2 separate regions of the Oryzias latipes genome follow, and region 1 is linked to region 2. A link is a contact called in public Hi-C data. All regions are on one chromosome and are shown on one strand. Each heading gives the region's core, a stretch centred on a gene start, on an enhancer-like site or on the middle of the called end of the contact. The rest is flanking DNA. Distances are from core to core; before and after follow the strand shown.

What was found. Hi-C and Micro-C count contacts between places; a contact is called where the count stands out from the background.
Region 1: a contact with region 2 is called in a Hi-C map of embryo, with 1.9 times the contacts expected there. The contact joins the promoter of LOC101168755 here to the promoter of LOC101167157 in region 2. A contact is called at or near these places in 4 of 5 Hi-C or Micro-C datasets (embryo, fibroblasts and gastrula embryo).

What each region holds. Positions count from the first base shown.
Region 1 is chr21:23,860,137-23,865,042 of ASM223467v1, forward strand. It overlaps LOC101168755 (E3 ubiquitin-protein ligase Midline-1), which reads right to left and starts at 2,634. Exons shown (of 13, transcript XM_020713050.2): 1 at 2,313-2,634; 2 at 1,697-1,798; 3 at 1,493-1,595.
Region 2 is chr21:23,716,639-23,721,225 of ASM223467v1, forward strand. It overlaps LOC101167157 (protocadherin-8), which reads right to left and starts at 1,678. Exons shown (of 4, transcript XM_004081781.3): 1 at 1-1,678. The coding sequence starts at 1,602.

The DNA of each region.
Region 1 (4,906 bases), core at 1,384-3,883, 140 kb after region 2:
CGGTGCAATCCAGTCGTACAGTTTTGATTGAGATCCCAGCTCGGACGAGAAAAACAAAGACGTACATGGATGTAATTTTTTTAATTAAGTGGATGCATCAAAATAGACCATATCAGGGAGCTTGTGGTCGACCCAGCATATTTTTTACATAACAAATGATCTCTTTTTCAATATTTTCGTCTCCTGCTGATTCACGATTTATTTGAATGAAGAAATTCTCTGAAATGCAAATTAAAGCTGAATTTTTCAATTTATTAAAACCACAATTTTCATCGGAGTTGGTCTTTTGTCAAATGCCAGAAAGCCATTAAAAAAAGGAGGATGCACAGGAATTTCCAAAATATATGTCATTTTATAAGGTCATGAAGTATTAACAAGTATGGCCACATTTCCTTATCACTTACAAATACAGATAGGTTATGGTTAAAAACAACAGTCTGAAACACTTAACCGTGTTTTGCATTTTCACTGAGACAAATCCTTGAAGGGGTTTTGAAAGAAAAAAAAAGTCATATGTTGTGTTTGGTCCACACCACATCTGCATTGCCTGACTGCAGTGGCCTTTCCTTTTTTCTTTTTGAGGAATAGAGGGAAGAAAAAAAGATGTATCCCAGACAAGCGGAGAGGGGTGAACTCCTTCTGCATTCTTTTGCTGCTTGGAGGAGTCTGTAATTGCTTCCAGCTTCTGCAGGAAGTGCTGCAGAAGCGCAGTGTCATATTCACTATGAATGATCAGATCTTATCATAGATGAGGCAGATGAAGCCCTAACCGTCTCTGTCCAGTCTGAAAGCTAGCTCCTAACCCTTAAACTAAACTGATGCTGAACCTGGCCAGGCTGGATTAAATATGCCATGTATCCAGAGCAGGTCCACTTTTTCAACAAAGATGTTTCATATATTCATGTTCTTTCTTCTTTGACATGAGAGTACTTCCAAATTCTCAGATCTCAACAAGATTGTGGGGACTGAAACATTCACTGTAGTGGGCTGTTTCCACATGTCCAGGGAGACTGGTGAAGCCAAAGGCAGAAGCCCAGATGTTTGAATCTGGGTCATCTGTGTGCAGGCTAAAGGCTTGTTTGTGTAACCAAACCAGCTCAGTCCAAGGCATTTTTGATGCTGCTGTTAATGCAGAACATCTTATTATCTTATTAAAACACACAAAGGTCCTTCTGTCTTAATGATAATCCTGCAAGCTTAAAACAAAACTAATGTTTCACATATTTTGTTGTGAATTTTTGACCCAATGTGGAATAGCTAAATACTTATCCCCCCATCACGGCATTCCTTCAGGACTGCTTGGACACATTCCACAAATCTGAGACATTCTCAGGATACAAATGAAACATTTGTAGAGGCAACCCTCCTTAAATAACAGTTAAGCAGTTTTCTAAACACAAGCAGACACACGTGGTCACTCACGTACTTGAATAACCAAAATCTTTCATTGCATTAATAGTATTTAGCTTTAGTCTACATTTCGAAAACATACCTTCAGAATTACACTGTAGATGTACAAAGACAACCCCCCATGTTTGGACAATCCAGAATCGACTTGCAGCTTGTCAAAATACCCAAACCTGGAGAACTCACAGCTGCTGAAGGAGCAGTTCATCAAGAGACAACATGTTTTCAATTAGTCAGAGTGGATCCTAAAGAAAAAAGGAGCTAAATATCAACAGGAAGGTGGGGTTACCTTCAAACAACAAATCAGAGATGAATTCCAAAGAAAGTTCTCTGGGCAAATCTCTTCACAAGGAAAGTCTTCTTCCAAAAAGTATGTTGTTTTAGAGCAGATCTAAACGCTCACCAAAAGAGAGAAGCAAATGAGTTACCCAGAGCCCCAGTTTTCTCCGGGACATTACTTTCCCACCACAGCAAAGGAATGCTTCTCATTTAAAACCATAAACAATTGTTTCAAAGATACACAAAACTGAGCATTTTATTATACTTTGAGAACGTTATAGTAACTGTTTGCCAGATGAATAACTCAGTCTGCAGCTGTTTTATGGGGAGTCTGATGGAACAGAGCTGTACTCAGCTGTCAGCAGATGTCATGCATGTGCAAACAAGAGGGTGCGTGTTACAAAGACAATATGCTTGGCTCCACTTTTAACATGGGCTTTAAAAAAGAGTGACAAAGATACCTTCTAGTACTTTGTCTTCACTTTTCATACTTGTTTACCCATTTGTTTGTGCCTGCTAAATTACATAAATTGAGCGTTTTACCGTCATTAATCTCCATTTTTAGACGCATTCGTCCTTGATCAGCCTGAATAGTAGCCGGGCAAAAATGCCTGAACTGATCTTACCTTCTTCTCCATAGCTGTGAAGGCTTCTGGGTCTCTCTGCTGAAAGAAAAAAAGACTAAAACAGAGAACCACTTTCAGACAGCTTATAATTCCCTGGAGGTAGGACAGACAGGAGACAGAGAACTGAAGGTGTTCTGTATGTACACACCTCTTTAGTGGAGTTCACTATCACACACACACACAGCCCTGACACACACTGCACCTTCATCTGCTTTACAGGTTTATACAGGAGAATGAGAGCAGGAACTAATCCGGCCGTAAGCTGTCACTGAAAGGAAGTAGGAAGCTGTTTGTCATCCACAGAGGTTAATACTAAAATCTTCCCCAAAAAAGTAGGTATTCCACCTGTTTTTCTTCGTCTGCAGTGACAATACGAGGTAATCTTGTCACATTCAGAAAAAGGCTGAATTTAACCCTTATGATGCAGGACCTTTAGGAGCCTTTTTTTTTTTTTACAAACTTGCTTTAATAATTTATCTTTAAAATCGTTTTTTATAACAATGCTTCAAATCCATTTTAGTAGTACAATCCCAGCTCCTTTTATTATAAATATTTTTTCTTTATATTTCGTAATAATTCCAAAATTGAAGCTGGACAAAAAAAAAATACATTCCAAGTGGTAAATTTTGTATTTTTTACTGCAGAACATCACAAAAAATAAGATCAAACTATAGGTTGTTATTTTTATATCAAAGTTCAAAAATGTGAAGACATAATAAATGTATAGATCAAAAATAAAGGGCAAAGACAAGGTCCAAAAATCATGAAAAATGTTACAACTTTTTAAAACCTTTTTGAAAATTACAAAGATTTATTTCAAGGGGAATCACAATGTTGTGTCAGAATTATTTTTTTTAAATCAAAGATTTCAAAGCAAACACTTTTTTAAACCTTCCCGTTGAATTTAAAAACCAAACTTTGCCTTTCCTACACAATTTTCCACCACCAATGTGATTGGCCAATGATAGAAATATGTTTTTATTTTTAATTTTACATTTTCGGTTTGTTGGGTTTTTTTTTTTCTTAACTTGTCCTGTCCAACAGCTGAGCACAGAGATGAGAGCTTAAAGCCTGTTGAGTAGGACATATTTTACTGTTACAACAGGGTTAACAATCTTTTGACACACTGGGTGTATATTTGAATTTACCCCTTTTGTAATGTAGGCTAAACTTTATTCATTTCACTTATATTTGTAACAATCTTTGGTTGGACCGGATGGAAAAGAAAAGGAGGGAAGAAGAGAGAGGGATGTTAGAGAGAGGGGGGTGGTGATTAAAGAAGGGAGGGGGGGGGGGGTAGAACTGTGAAGCAGCATAAAGCAACAAGTTGCTGGATGTTTCTAATCATTACAGTCAGGTTCCTAAGTAAAACAAATCTAAAAGGGGCGGGACCTGTCCACACACACACTCAAATGTTATAAACATACTTGTTGGCTCCAATAATGTTCAAATACAAGACATGTCAACATGCACACAATACAACTAATGTTCACACACGTATACAATTTGCATATATACGTATGTATTCAGACCAACACATGTGAAACATTTCATTCAGTCACGCAAACTATTTGTGCATCGGTTTGTTGTTTTATTACAGACTAAGAATGCTTGAGGCTCACAGCAGTCAGACAAAAAAAGTGAAGGTTAGGTTAAAAACATGATTAGGCAGAAGAGAATTGGTTTTCTCCACCCTTATGAGAATTCATCCTACAAGATAGATGAGTCAGTCGGAAAACAATTCTCCACTTGTTATAACGAGATCATATCTTAGAAATTGGGTGTGTATCCCTCAAGTGAAAAAGCAAGATGTTTCAGCCAAGTAGGACCTTTTTTATTCCTAGATAAATTATTGAATATTAATATCTGTGAAAAACATCCAGAAGCGTTAGGAAAAGGTGCCCCAGGAGAGCAGGAGTCCTAAAACCAACGCCGACAAACCCATTCTACAATGACTCCAATTATACCCTGCAGTTTTGTCTGCAAACAAGTTTTAGAAACAGGCTTGTGACACTTGTTGTGAAACTTCCCAAACCCTGCCTGCAGGTTGTTTTGAACGCAGACACGAAGAACCCAACGGATGAAGCTGAAAAGCATTTTATTACTAAATAATAGTACAAGATGGGAAGCAGTAAATTAGGTTATGTATCATGAGCAAAACCTCTTGAGGACAGTTAATTATGAAAACTAGACATCTGTCTAAAACAGATGTCACCTGGATGTCATCTTGGGTTTGGATGCTCTGTTAATCCATGAAAACAAGCGGCTGCAGAGCTTCTTCTCTCGACTGCCTCAGACAACATTCGTTCCTGCCATTGTTGGCCGACCTCTGGGAGTTGGATGAAAAAGCTGCCGGAGGGGAGCATACGACATTTGAACATCCAAAACTCTGATCTAATTTCAGCTCAAAATCAAAGGCGAACATGTTTGGTTTTAAATAAGTATGATGTGAAGCAGTTACAAAGATTTTAAACTGAAACCCACCGTGGATGAAACCCATGCTGTCCGGAAATGCTTCCAGATTTCATGAAGAGATACACAAAGAAACTTGTTTCACCATTTTAGAAGATTTCCCTCATTGTAGGGGTTACTTC
Region 2 (4,587 bases), core at 428-2,927:
CAACGTTTCAAAATCAAACGACCTCAAAGAATACAAAGATCCTGAGTGAGAGTCCACAGAAACATAAGTGGAGACTGGAGATCCTCCTTCCACCTCTGAGTCTATGAGTTTGTAGGAAACTTTGGCATTTTTTCCAGTGTCGGGATCACTTGCAACAACCGTGGTTAAAAATGAGCCTGGAATATTATTTTCCAGGACTGAAATCTCATAGAGGGGCTTGCTGAAGAGTGGGGGGTTGTCATTCTCATCAGTCACGCTGATGGTGTACTGCCTGACAGTTTTAAAAGGAGGCTGTCCCAAGTCCTCTGCTACCACAGTCAGGTTATACTCTGGGATGCTTTCTCTGTCTAAAGTTTTAGTGGTGACGATCATGAACGTGTCTCCATACGCCTGCTGAAGGCTGAAGTGCTCGTGCCCGAGCAGGCTGACGCGCACGTAGCCGTTGGAGCCAGAGTCTCTGTCCGAGGTGCTGATGAGAGCCACAAAGCTCTCCGCGGCCGCAGCCTCGGTGATGTACGCCACCCCGTCGCTGCTGGAGGTCATGGGTTTGATACTGATCTCCGGCGCGTTGTCGTTCACGTCCACGACTTCTATCACAACTTTACAGATGGACGGAACCGAGTTCTCACCTGAATCAGAGGCTCTGATTTTCAGCTCGTAGGACCTCCTCTTCTCAAAGTCAACGCGCGCCTTTAAAGTCACATCCCCGGAGTGAGAGTCGACGTGGAAAATGCGAGCAGCCTCCGTGGACACGCCGGTGCCGAGCGCGTACACAACTTCCCCGTTGACGCCGTCATCCGGGTCGAAGGCGTGCACCCTGAGGACCCGGTGTCCCACCGGAGCGTCCTCGTTCAGCTCAACATTCAGAGAGCTGTGCTCGAAGACCGGGCTGTTGTCGTTGAAGTCCAGAACTCTGATGTGCACGGTCATGGAGCCGGACTTTGGAGGCTCTCCTCCATCAGACGCAGTCACTTGGATTGTGTAGGAATCTTCAAGTTCCCTGTCGAGCTCACGCACCAGCACCAGCTCCGCAAACTTTCCCCCGTCCTCCCCTTCACGCACTTCCACGGAGAAGTGTCCGCAGGGGGAGATAGTGTAGCTCTGGATGTAGTTTTCACCTACATCCTCATCCACTGCCATCTGCAGGGGGAATCTGGAGTCAAGGGGCACATTTTCTACGATCTCCAGACTCGTCTCGTTGAGTGGGAAGCGAGGAGAGTGGTCATTGATGTCTTTCACCTCTATCTCCACGTGGATGAGCTGAAACTTTTCTTTGGACAGGGCCACGATGTCGAAAGTGATGAGGCAGCGGGGGGACCTGGGGCATAGCTGCTCTCGATCAATCGGTTCTGCCACACTCAGGAGTCCGTCAGACTCCCTCATCTTAACCACGGAGGAATTACTCTCCTGCATGAAGCGGAAGGACGTGTCCGGGTCATCTCCAGGATCAATTTTTAAATCCTGAGACAAATTTCCAATCTCTGTCCCGGGTGCATCCTCTTCAAAAGTGAAATACCTTGTAGTTGTGCAACCAACGGAGTGTGAAAATACAGCGAGCAGCAGAAAAAGGCCAACTGTTGCAGCTGCGCAGTCAAATCCCATGATGAGGAAGGAGCCGCCGAAAAACGCACTTAAATGGTGCCAAATGGCGGTAACACGTCTCCTGGGCCAGAGTCAGCACTGTGTTGTCAGACTTAGCTGGGACTGTATAAGCTCCAGTGTATGCAAATGGGCTGACCAGCTGACCAATGGCCTTCCAGGAGTGCGCCAAAAGCCAAACGTTTGAGCTTCAACTCACCGTTTGGGCGCAAATGGCTCATCAGATAAACTGATTGTGGCCCTTCAATCCACATGATGATATTGTTACATAAATTAAACGGCAACTAATCAATTAACTTAATTACCTGAGTGGCTGCCAATTAGGTTAGCATGCAAAAGGAAGTTCAGGTGCTGGAACCTTCAACAACAATTATCTGCGTTATGTTGTTTGAATAATGCAATAGGCTACTCATGCCTTATATTATAAGTTTCTGCATAAAAATATAAGTGTGCCACGTTATGTAAAACAGCTAAGACAAATACTTTCCTCTATAACGTAAACACATAACAATGATTTGAACACATATTAGTGGAGTTTATGTTTCTTTTTTTTTTCTTTTTTTTTCATTTAAACTTGTCCTGTCCAACAGCTAGGCAGGCAGAATTTATGTTCCAGCACTTTTCCAGACTTGATAAAGCAGAAAAATCAAATATGTTAGAAAGGAAAATATATAGTTTGAAAATAACTGTAGCAAAGTGCTAAAAAAAGTTAAAGACAAAAGGATATTTTACCAAGAGCAAGACTTAATGGATTTAGAAGCATCTCTGTATAGGAACAAAAGACAACAAAACAAACACTGAATGGAACAAGTCCTCTGGCAGAACAGCATTTAAAACAACATTGATTCATTATTAATGCACAAAGCAGCAACAGCAGAAGGAGAGCACATTGGTTTGAGTACTTTGTTCTTTTAAAAGGAAACTTTAGGGTGTCAGTGCATTAAAAGGCAACTCCACAGCTTATATGAAGCATATATGAAAGTCTCACTGTACTTGCAATGTTTCCAAAAGTTATAAAATAATGATAGAAGATGTTTTAAACTACAGCATTTGTGATGGAAAAAAAAGTATTTTCTTTGAATGAAAAAAAAATCATTTCTGATAAGCAAAAACGAAGAGACATATTTAAAAATGACAGGAATGACTTTCATATTAACTGACTTGTTTAAAACTCTTTTCTGGTTTAATCTCCTCTTTTCCACACTACATTTTGTGTGTGTGTGTAATTTAAAGGCCCACTCAAATGAAAATTATGTTGTGGATGTTTTTAACAAGTTCTTGTGGTATTTCTCTCACGATGAAAAATTCTAATGAATGAGAAGGTGTGTCCAAAATTTTGGTTTGTACTGTATATAAAGTAAGTCTAAAATTGCACTTTTGGGTATTTCTTTATTCAAATTTTTGTGAATCAGGAGCAGACACAAAAATGCAGTTGGAAAATGTTTGTACTTGTGACACAGAGGTCATTATGGCAAACTAGAGGTTCCCTGCTCCGCTCCATTCTAATGAATTCCATTGTAGATGTAGATCCATGTACGTCTGTTATCGTCTGAGCTGGCATTTAACTATAAACTATAACTATTGGATAACTACAATTATTCTCGCCATTTTTGCCGCACTTCTAACGATAGGTTGGGGATATGAGGGGCTGTAAGCTAGCAGAACAGGGTGTAAACAGAGGGATGATGGGAAGTGGGGGGAAGGGCTTACTCTTCGTCAGAAGTCTCGCCCAAACCTCAGAGTCAAATTTTGAATTAACTACTACCACTTTGTAGAAACTATGCCCTAGAAAATGACACAGATTTTTTTGATTTAGCCTAAAAATAGCATAATCACAATCAAATTACCACTGGGCATGCTTTACAATAGATCATAATTTAATTAGAATGGGACTTTAAATTTATATTTGCATTAATTCACAGTGTTGCTTCCTGGCTGCCACACACCACTCATCGGTTTCCGCAGCGTTTTTCATTTGTTTGTTGCCCAGTTTTGTCATTTGATGCATGTTTTGTAGGTGTTGTTCCACTTTATGTTGACTCTTTAAAGTGGTTTATTAAAGCCTTGCTTGTCTTTTGGTGCTTATTATATCTCACATCAGTAACTATTTGAGTTTGTCCTCGGTTTTTGTCTGAAACCTTCATTTGACTCCTCACTTATGGTCACCCTCAAGTGCAAAGCACAGCAACAAATCGTTCAATGCAAAAACATATAAAAATTCACAACTATTAAAAAAGCAAAACTCAAAAAAAATAAAAATAAAAAAACATTGTTACATTTTAGAAATCAAAACAAAATAGCAGAAGCAAAAAGACAATTCCAAAAAACTGAAACAAAATGAAACGAAAAATTGAAATAAAATGTAAAAAGAATTGAAAGACAAGAAAGTACTCTGGGACATCACTGATTGGATGACAACCCGGTTCACTTTTTCAACCGGATATTATTTGGCATGGCAATATTTTCCAACAGAATATATTTCTTTACGAGGCCTATATCATGCTATTCTTAACCCTTTCAGAGGAAACTATATCCATGTATGATAATATATTACCTTTGATCCACTGAATAATAATTTTTTAAATGAAATGTGAATTATTTTCACAGCTCATTTTCCTCCCTGGGAGTAAGATGACTCAATCTCTAAGGCTTCGCCTTTCGCTCCTTGTGGGTACCGCCCATTGTATGTCATCAATTCACAGTCGGCCTCGGCACCGTGTCTGCGTTTTGCCCACGAAAACAAACAACATCTGAACTTTCGCAAAGATGGATGTGCATATTGTGCATATAAAAGAAAGGCATTTTGCAGATCACCGCTAGCTCAGCGGAAAAAATATGTGTTAGCCTGACAACGCAAACTCCTCCTGGAGTTCCCCATGTCGTTTTCGTGGGTTGGGAGGGACTTCTGCTTAAAAATGCTGGTTTTTAAAACTATGCTCAAAAATGTGTGAATGGCACAAAATACCACACTAGGATTGTTTTTTGTGA